2 separate regions of the Mus musculus genome follow, and region 2 is linked to region 1. A link is a contact called in public HiChIP or PLAC-seq data. All regions are on one chromosome and are shown on one strand. The core of a region is the stretch at or near the end of the contact, and the rest is flanking DNA. Distances in the headings are between cores, read along the strand shown. Region 1 holds the start of Alx3 (aristaless-like homeobox 3). Region 2 has its middle 26 kb from the start of Eps8l3.

Region 1 (4,035 bases), core at 720-3,219:
CGGACTTGGCTAGTTACCTTTGTTCTTCAGACTGTAATCCGTTGTTTTGTTCAATTTCCCCCTCTCCCCTTGGGCTGATTGCATCCTTTGGCTTTCTTTCGCCTCGTTTCGTTGCGACAACAGACACTGCCCGCCCATTCAATCCCACTCCTTTTCGTAGTGCGATCAGACCCACGGCTGTCCAAGAACCCGAACAGTCGGTGCAAGAGGCTGCGCATCGGCGGGGACACTGGACTGTGGTGGGGTGTTGCGGGGCGCGATCCCAACCCAGACGGGTACCTGTCCCTGGCGGTGCTCTGGGCGCTGCGTGGCTGCCGCCGTCTGGCAGGGATCAGAGGAGCCAGGCCAACTGCTTCTCATTAAGTCCCAACTGTGGTTTTTATCAGGAGAGCCTTTTTCAAACGGCATTAGACACGAAGCTCCGCGGACTTGCTCATTTCCTCCGATGACCCCAACACACCTCCCGGGCCTCCCCTGCACACTCCCGCCACCCGGACGGGACGAAGCCAGGAGCTGCTCGCTGCCCAGCCTCTCTGAGGAGGCCCGCGAGGAGCAGGCGATTGCCGCATTGGCGGATCTCCCGGGATCTAGTTTTGGGTCTAGGCTACGAAATGTGGCTGCATACGAGGGGTGGGCGTGGGTGCTGAGCCACTCGTGGGTCAGCGAGTACAGTGGGCGGCAAAAGAGTCTTGGCAGGCCCTGCCACTCAGGCGCATTCTCAGATAATGGTACGGTCCGACCCGCCTTAGCACACAGGGCACGGTCCCCGGAGTGGGATGCGCCCTGGGATTTAGGATAGTTCGGGACCGCTTCCGACGGCTCAGCGGTGATGATTCGGTGCCGAGATGCCAACTGCAAGAAGGGTAGCCATCCCCGTGGCGACGGGGAGGCCAAGTTAATCTGAGAAACAAGAACATAGTTATTTGATCTTGAAGACAGTCCCAGTTCTGAGGGGGAGCAGCCACCGCCACTCTGCGGAGCGACTTAACGGCATCAGAAAACCTTTTCCTGCAGAGGCTGGGCCCGAGGATGAGAGCTGGGTAAGTCCAGGACACAGCCTTTCCCTCGCTGAGTCCAGTTTGGCCACTAAGTCGAGGCCCAGCCTCTACGCCCTCAGCGGGCGCCATGCACAAAAGCAGAACTCTTCTCTCCCAGCTTTGGGGCCCAGTTAGGCTCCGGGGCCCTCCACCCAGTCCCCTCTTCTGGGTCGGTGGCAGAGAGGCTCGGCTCCGGATGAGCGCGATCTCTCCTCCCAGGTTCAATCACCTTGGGGGTCGGAATGGGCCCAAGATCGTCCCTACTCCACCCTCCTTTGACCTCCCGCCTCCCATTGCCTCTGCCGGCCGGGGACACAGGCGATTCTGCGGTCCCCAATGCCCTGGCCTTGTCCGGCCAGGCCAGCAGCGATCTAGCGAGGGAATCGTGGAAAATGCGAGACGTACCCAAAGTTAAGAAGCAAGAAAGCGGGAGAGTCGGGGAGACCAGGAAGGGCTGGGGATAAGAACGACATGGGGTTCCACCACCACCCCCGACCCCCGGCGTGTTACCTTCCGCGGAGCCCTCGTAGAAGTGGCCGCCGTTGAGCACCGGGCCTGGCCCGAGGTCCTGCAGGTACTTGGCGGGCGGCTTGGCGGGCTCTGGGAGGTAGGGTTCCAGGGGCCCACAGGCCGGGAAGCGGCTCAGGCGCGGACCGCGGGGTGGCGCGGGGTGCAGGTGAGGCGCAGCATCGGGAGTCCCCTGGGGACCCGGAGCCTCGTCCCCCGCGGCCGCGTAAGGACCGGCCGCCGGCCCCACGGAGAAAGGCGCGCAGCGCTCGGGGTCCATGCCGGCTCGGGCTCACAGGCCGCCGGAGCTCCGGGGCTCCCGCTAACCCGCGCGGCCTGTGAGCCAAGGGGGAGGGACCTGGGCTCGGGGGCGCGGAGCCCCCGGGAGCGGCGCGCGCCGCGGGGGGTGGGGGGCAGGAGAGGGGGCCGCGCCTCTGACTTAATGCTGGAACCATCCACGTCACGTGCGGCCCCGTGCGGGTTAACCCCTCGGAGCCCAGGAACACCCCCACCCCACCCCATTCACCCCGAGTCTGGTATCACAAGCAGTTGGAAGAGAAGAGAGGGAAGCTGCTTCCTTTCGAGGGCAGGATCCCTTTTGTCTAGCAGTCGGGTGAGTCCTTGGCTCTGAGCTGCACCCTCAAGTCCTGATATCCATCTTAGTGGCTCTTGGCCCTGGGGAGGTGAAACGGTGAGGGCAGACATCCTCCCCACCCCCGCACCCTCCCCCATCCCTCCTCCAACATTCTCTTTGAGGCCTGATCTGACATCAGTCTGAGAAGAGAGGCCTCTACTGTGGTAGAGTTTCCCCTTCACCTTGCTCGGTTTATTTTTGCTGGTAGCTGGAAAAAAGCAAGGGCATCTCCCTTAGACACTTGTTTTGCCTGGACATCCTAGAGACTGGATGCTGTGGAAACAGCAGGGGGCTTGGGAGCTTGGGCCTCAATACTGTCATTGATTATCTGTGATTTGAACCTCTCACTTAGCGTTTTCAGCTGACTGTGGTCCATCTACATTTGGTGGTGAGTTCCAAAGCCCAGGCAGGCCAAAACAGACAGAGAGATCTCTAGGTTTCACAGTGGTCTGCCCAGGTAGCTTTTTGGGTCAGCTATGGAAGAGCAGAAGGGTCATTGTCCTTCTGAGCAGCATAAACTGAATGTCACTCAGATCCACTGCAAATTAACTGCTTCAGGCTTGCTATTTTAGACATAGCGAGGGTAGGATTGCATCTCCCAAAGGTGAGTCTCCTCGACCCAAAGGAAGCCTAGGATTAGGGTATAGCTTAGCCTTTCTGAAACTGAATAATCCTTACTGTGCCTAAGATCTGGGAAGAAATACCAGAGGTCCTTTGGACCCGAGCTTAAAGATCCCTTAGGTCCGGGTTAAAACATTTATATTTTTAGGACCCCTGGAGATTAGCGAGAGGGGCAGGGAGTCAAACATCATTTGTATTCTATTTGAATTCTCATTTTTAAAAGGAATCTAAGAGGCCTGGTGTGAACACCTCCCTCTTCCGTTGGAGGCTTAGAGGAGGTTTCTTGGCTGTCCTCAGCCAGAGTTGGGCTGTAAATCAAGGCCAAACAGGAACCAGAAGCCTTGCATCTCACAAGGAGTCATTAAGCCATTATTAAACATACCGTAACTTTTCTGAAGCCTTATTGGCTTAAACACCACATTGGAGGCATTATGGCCATTAGGGCCCCTAATCACAGACTGCAGGCTAGGCAGAGATGGGAGCACCTGGGGCTGATATTTCCAGCTAGAGAAGCCTGGCTTAAAATGAGGTTTTCCCCTCTGCCTCTACCAGAGGGGAGTCCACTGGCTCTCAGCTGTGGACACTGCTGAACTGATTATTAATAAAAGGTTTTCCATAATTGTCAATGAGGTAGTGTTGACTGTCTAGAAGGTTGTATCATTTCAGGGCATCTAATCAACAAAGTTACCAAGCAGCTTAATTTGGAGGATGAAAGTATGACACAAGACCAATGCCATCAACAAATTAAACAAGGCAGCTTGGATTAAACACTGGGCCTTTTGCTCTAGGTGCCTCATTTTTCTTGTCATAAAAATGGGTCATGTACCTATAGACTGGGTATTTGAGAATCACTAGTATTTTGCCATACCATGTTAACTTAATGACAGTGGTGATTTCTCAAGAAAATGGGAACCCAGATTTCAGGGTTCTATCACTGAATCCATGGAAGTCTCTTGACTTCAGATTAAATGACCCTGACACTGGAGCTGAACAAAGGATTCTGTTGCCCCACAGACCCACCCAAACCCTTCTCAGCTCTGGAAATTCCTCTGACATTTTTTTTGCTCTAAACAGAGGCATTTTCCATGCCATAACACTGTTTCTGATTGGATTAAGGAGACAGGAGGTCCCAGATGACATCTGAGTTTAGTGGACTTGCATCTTCTAGAAGGGTTTTGTCCCAGAACTGTGGAGAATAAGGAACCCAGAGGAGCCTCTCCTGTTCCCTTTAAATCA
Region 2 (4,035 bases), core at 863-3,362, 260 kb before region 1:
GGGCCTCCACGGGGCTCTGCCAGTACCCCCATCCTGAGGCTTTGTGGGTCTCATCTGGCTCTGAGAGATATATTCCCCTGTCTCCAAGTCAGAGGGCTCTGCATCTGGGTGCTAATCCTCAGAGGCCCCTGAATCTGCCAGTGGTCGTAAGGTGGCTGATAGTTTATAGGGACCAGTTCTACCAGGTGGAGCGGGGACTTTCAGTCAATAGACCTGAGTCCTTCAGATTCAATGCTACTGGCATTGTAGTCACAGGCAGGGGTCTTATCGCCCAAACTCCTGCCTTCATCCACTTTCCAAGAGGTGCAGAACACTCAGCAACAGAAAAGTGCCTCAAGGACTGGTAGGTCTGGCAGAACCCTGGCCTGCCCCACAACCTGCCTGTCTTCCTTCTGAAAACTTCTCAGAGGCTGGGTTTCTAGGTCTCTGCAGAAGAGAGGAAAGACATGCTAGGGGAAGATAGTACCAGAGGCAAGCCGGGGGTGGGGGTGGGGGGGGAGAGGATAACGGGATCAATCTGGATCTGCACTGGGCTCTCATATTAATTCATTTCTAGGAGGGAGGGATCCTTACCCTATTTTATAGATGAGGTCCAGAGCACTAAACACATTGCTCAGTGTTACAGAGCTGGAAAATGGGAACATAGGCAATCTGGAATGAGGATAAATGGAGACAGGGGTGGTGACACTGGAAAGGATGGGAGAGTTACCAAAGGCTGGACACATCCATCCTGCTTACTGCTGCAGGGCAGTGTCCGGCGCAGGGCTTGGAATACAACGGAGACTCTACACACACGCTTCTGAGGTGTTGACCCATTGCTGATCTGGAGACACACTACACTTAGAAAGGGATGCTCGAGTTGTGGGACTGGAGGTCAGAGTGGGACCCCACACTGCTGTCCTCAGGCAGCCAGGCTCTTTTCCCAGTGAGACTGCCGACTCCACACAGACAAGACCCAGCGGAAAGTCAGGGCTGTGCTATTTGTTCATTTTTGTGTTTTTGGTTATGTGTGTGGTGTGTATGGTGTATTGTGTGTGTTCATGTGAAAGGGGTTGCACACACACATGTACACACCTGTGGGTGGAGGCCAGATGTCTATGCCTGTCTTCCTCTACACTCTCAGTCTCTCACTGGACCAGATGGTCACTGACTTGGCGGGACCAGCTGACCAGCGAGCTCTAGGGCTTCTCCTGTCTCTAAACGCCTCAGTTCTGGGACTACAGGCAGATGCCTTTGCGTTTGTTACCTGGATGTTGGGAACTCAAACTCTGATCCTCACGCTTGTACAGAAAGCATTTTATGGGGGCTGGAGAGGTGGCTCAGCAGTTAAGAGCACTGACTGCTCTTCCAGAGGTCCTGGATTCAATTCCCAGCCACCTCATGGTGGCTCACAACCATCTCTAATGGGATCCGATGCCCTCTTCTGGTGTGTCTGAAGACAGCGACAGTGTACTCACATACATAAAGTAAATAAATAAATATTTTAAAATAATAATAAAAGAAAGCACTTAATGAGGCAAGCCATCTCTCCAGCCCCAGGTAGGTTTTTAATTTTATTTTTGAATTGTGTATATGTATGTATGTATGTATGTACACACGTGTATGCCATGATATACTTGTATGTGGAGGTCAGCAGACAACTTTCAGGAGTTTCTCCTTGTACCATGGGGGTTCCCAGGATTAAACTCAGGTTGGCCGGGTTAGGCAGCAAACGCTCTTCTCAGCTGAGCCATGTAGCTGCCTGGCCACCTCCACCCCTGCAGGGTTGTAAATAATTTCTTCGTCTCCCTGGGACCCTGCATTCAGTAGGTCAAGCCCCTCCTCTCAGAACACTGCCTAACTACCTCCCCCCATAAGAGATCAGGGCTCACAGAGGACCAGAATCTGCAAAGATGGAGGCAAATGCTTACGGCCGGCAGAGGCTACTGAGAAACCAGCCCGTCTCGGGACTGCAGTGCTGGGGGTGGGTAAGAAAGGATGCTTCCGCTCCCTGCCACATTCAAACCCCACCAGGAATGTGGCTTTGGGCCAGGATCCCTCTGGACAAGAAAGGATGACTCTGCAGAAACAGTGTCCTGGCCCCGGGGACGAGTGGAGCCGCCGTGCTGGAGGCTGGAGCCAACTGGCCTTGGAAGAATTAATGACCCTCCGCCTCTGCCTTCTGCCCCACCCTCCCTTCCCAGTAGTCCTCCCCCCCTTTGAAGTATCCTCTGGGCTGAGGTTTTAAGACCTTCTCAGTGGCAAGAGCTGGTCACCCCCATTGACTTTGAGACATCTGGGCCAGGCCAGGGGAGGTGGGATTAATAATGGATGGGGGATGGGGAGTGGGGGGAAGTGGAGGAGAGAAGCTGGCAGCCTTTAAGAGTTCCAGGCCTGGGCCCAGGGAGTGAAGTGGCCCAGGCTGATTGCAGGGAGTGGAGACAACAGGGAAAGTGAGCCTGGGCAGGCTGCTCAGGCCCCGGCTGCTGCTCGTGGGGAATTCCAGCCTTGGCCGGCCACTTGGAAGCATATGTGTTTGACCAAGCACTGAAACCCACAAAGCTGCTTCTTCATCCTTCCAGGCCTGCTCCTGAAAACTAGGGATGGAGAACCTTGGAAAATGTCTTTGTCACCAGAAGCACCTTATACATGGCACAGGCCAGTCACCACCGGGGCTATAATGCTCCTGCTGTAGCTCCAGCCTTCAGCCCATTTGTAGACGACTGAACAGATGCAAATGATGAGTGAGGTGTGAAGATGACCATCTCATGGCTGGGCTGGCGATGGCTGCTGGCCTTTGTTTAATGTTCCCCACACAGACTCCTAACCACTGTGACTAATGTCAAGCAATCCTCCCAACGGTCCCTAAAGGGAAGTTGATGCCTGTATTCTAGAGAAGAAACTGCACGACAGGTAAAATGGTCTTAAGGTCTTAAGTGAGGGCAGATAAATTCCAAGGCTGCTGGGCATGTGCCCTCCTGTCCCTACCCTAGGGGAAGGAAGGAAAATAGGGATCCTACAGCCTCATCCCCTCCTCTGTATCACCCCGTGACTGAAGGTCACCAGGTCAGTCTATGGAAACTCTGACCTGGAAGCATTGCAACATCTGAGTTTCCAGTGTCACACAGCACAGGGTGCTTGGAGCTCTTAAACAGCAAAGACTAGGACCTAGGGAGAGGTGACAAGAGCCCATCTCCTGCCTTACTGTGGTGTGACTTAGATTCTGCTTGCTCTCTCCCCAGTTCTGGGTTCCAAGCCTGCAAGATAGGAGGACTGTGACTGGACTGGTCTCTGTCACCTTCAAGGTGGAAATGGCACGTAGGGTCATTGCAGCCAGGAACCTGGCCAGAAAGATATCAGAGACCCAGTGGCAGACAGTGGGGTGGGGTGGGGGTTGTGAGATGAACTCAGCAAGTCTGGGGCTGGCATCACGTTGCTAGGGTGGCAGCACAGGAGAGAGGCTGGCACAGGAGAGGGGACAGCTCTGTTCAACACTAGTTAATCTGCATGACTGAGGCCACTTAGGGACCACTGAATCCACCTAAAAGCCTTTTCTTTGGTAAGGCCACACTCAGTAGAATGCCCGTGTCTTCCAGGAAGATCCCATTGTACTAAGTGTGGTGTCAGGGGACAGCCCTGCAAGGGTCCTGTTTCCTGACTTCTTCTGTTCTGCTCTAACCTGCTTTCTGTTTGACTGCTTCCTGTTGCCCCAGCAACAGAGCAATACAGGCGATGGTTGGGAATGGCTGTGCGAAGTCACTTAATTGTCACCAACAGGCACTGTGCCAAGCAAGGGTGGTTACAGCTGTGGTAGACTTCATCACTCCTGTAATCAAATGTAGGCTTGAGGTGGTCATAAATATGCACGAAACAATAGACTTCTGAAAGATGCATCTTTGGTTAGTAGAGGAACCTTTGAAATGATGAAGGCATTATAGAGTTCGATCACTGAGTTGACTCTATTGTATTCTACTGGCAAACCAGCGGTGTGTACAGTTGGGCTGTCTCCCAGCTACTCCATTCCCAAGCTCTTTATAGAGATTTATCAACAACAGC

What was found. HiChIP or PLAC-seq counts read pairs in DNA pulled down with a chosen protein or histone mark.
Region 2: an H3K4me3 HiChIP or PLAC-seq map of embryonic midbrain shows a contact between it and region 1, with 3 times the contacts expected there. The contact joins the enhancer-like site here to the promoter of Alx3 in region 1. A contact is called at or near these places in 10 of 39 promoter capture datasets (the SN4741 cell line, cranial neural crest, embryonic stem cells and 3 more), 4 of 15 datasets of contacts at CTCF or cohesin (CD8 T cells, the G1E-ER4 cell line, embryonic stem cells and 1 more), 60 of 484 Hi-C or Micro-C datasets (B cells, the C10 cell line, the C2C12 cell line and 34 more), 12 of 115 datasets of contacts at active chromatin or transcription factors (the HPC-7 cell line, T-cell acute lymphoblastic leukemia, bone marrow-derived dendritic cells and 6 more) and 4 of 9 other capture datasets (adipose tissue, embryonic stem cells, liver and 1 more).

What each region holds. Positions count from the first base shown.
Region 1 is chr3:107,592,965-107,596,999 of GRCm38.p6, reverse strand. Alx3 (aristaless-like homeobox 3) reads right to left here and starts at 1,969. Exons shown (of 4, transcript NM_007441.3): 1 at 1,548-1,969. The coding sequence starts at 1,824.
Region 2 is chr3:107,848,873-107,852,907 of GRCm38.p6, reverse strand. No RefSeq gene overlaps it. Among named protein-coding and RNA genes, the nearest start is that of Eps8l3, 26 kb to the left of the region's middle. Within about 2 kb of position 2,112, at least 132 of the 459 cell types and tissues checked have an H3K27ac peak or open chromatin away from gene starts, as enhancers often do. A contact at or near this core is called in the C2C12 cell line, the SN4741 cell line, Sertoli cells and 12 more, where this site is marked.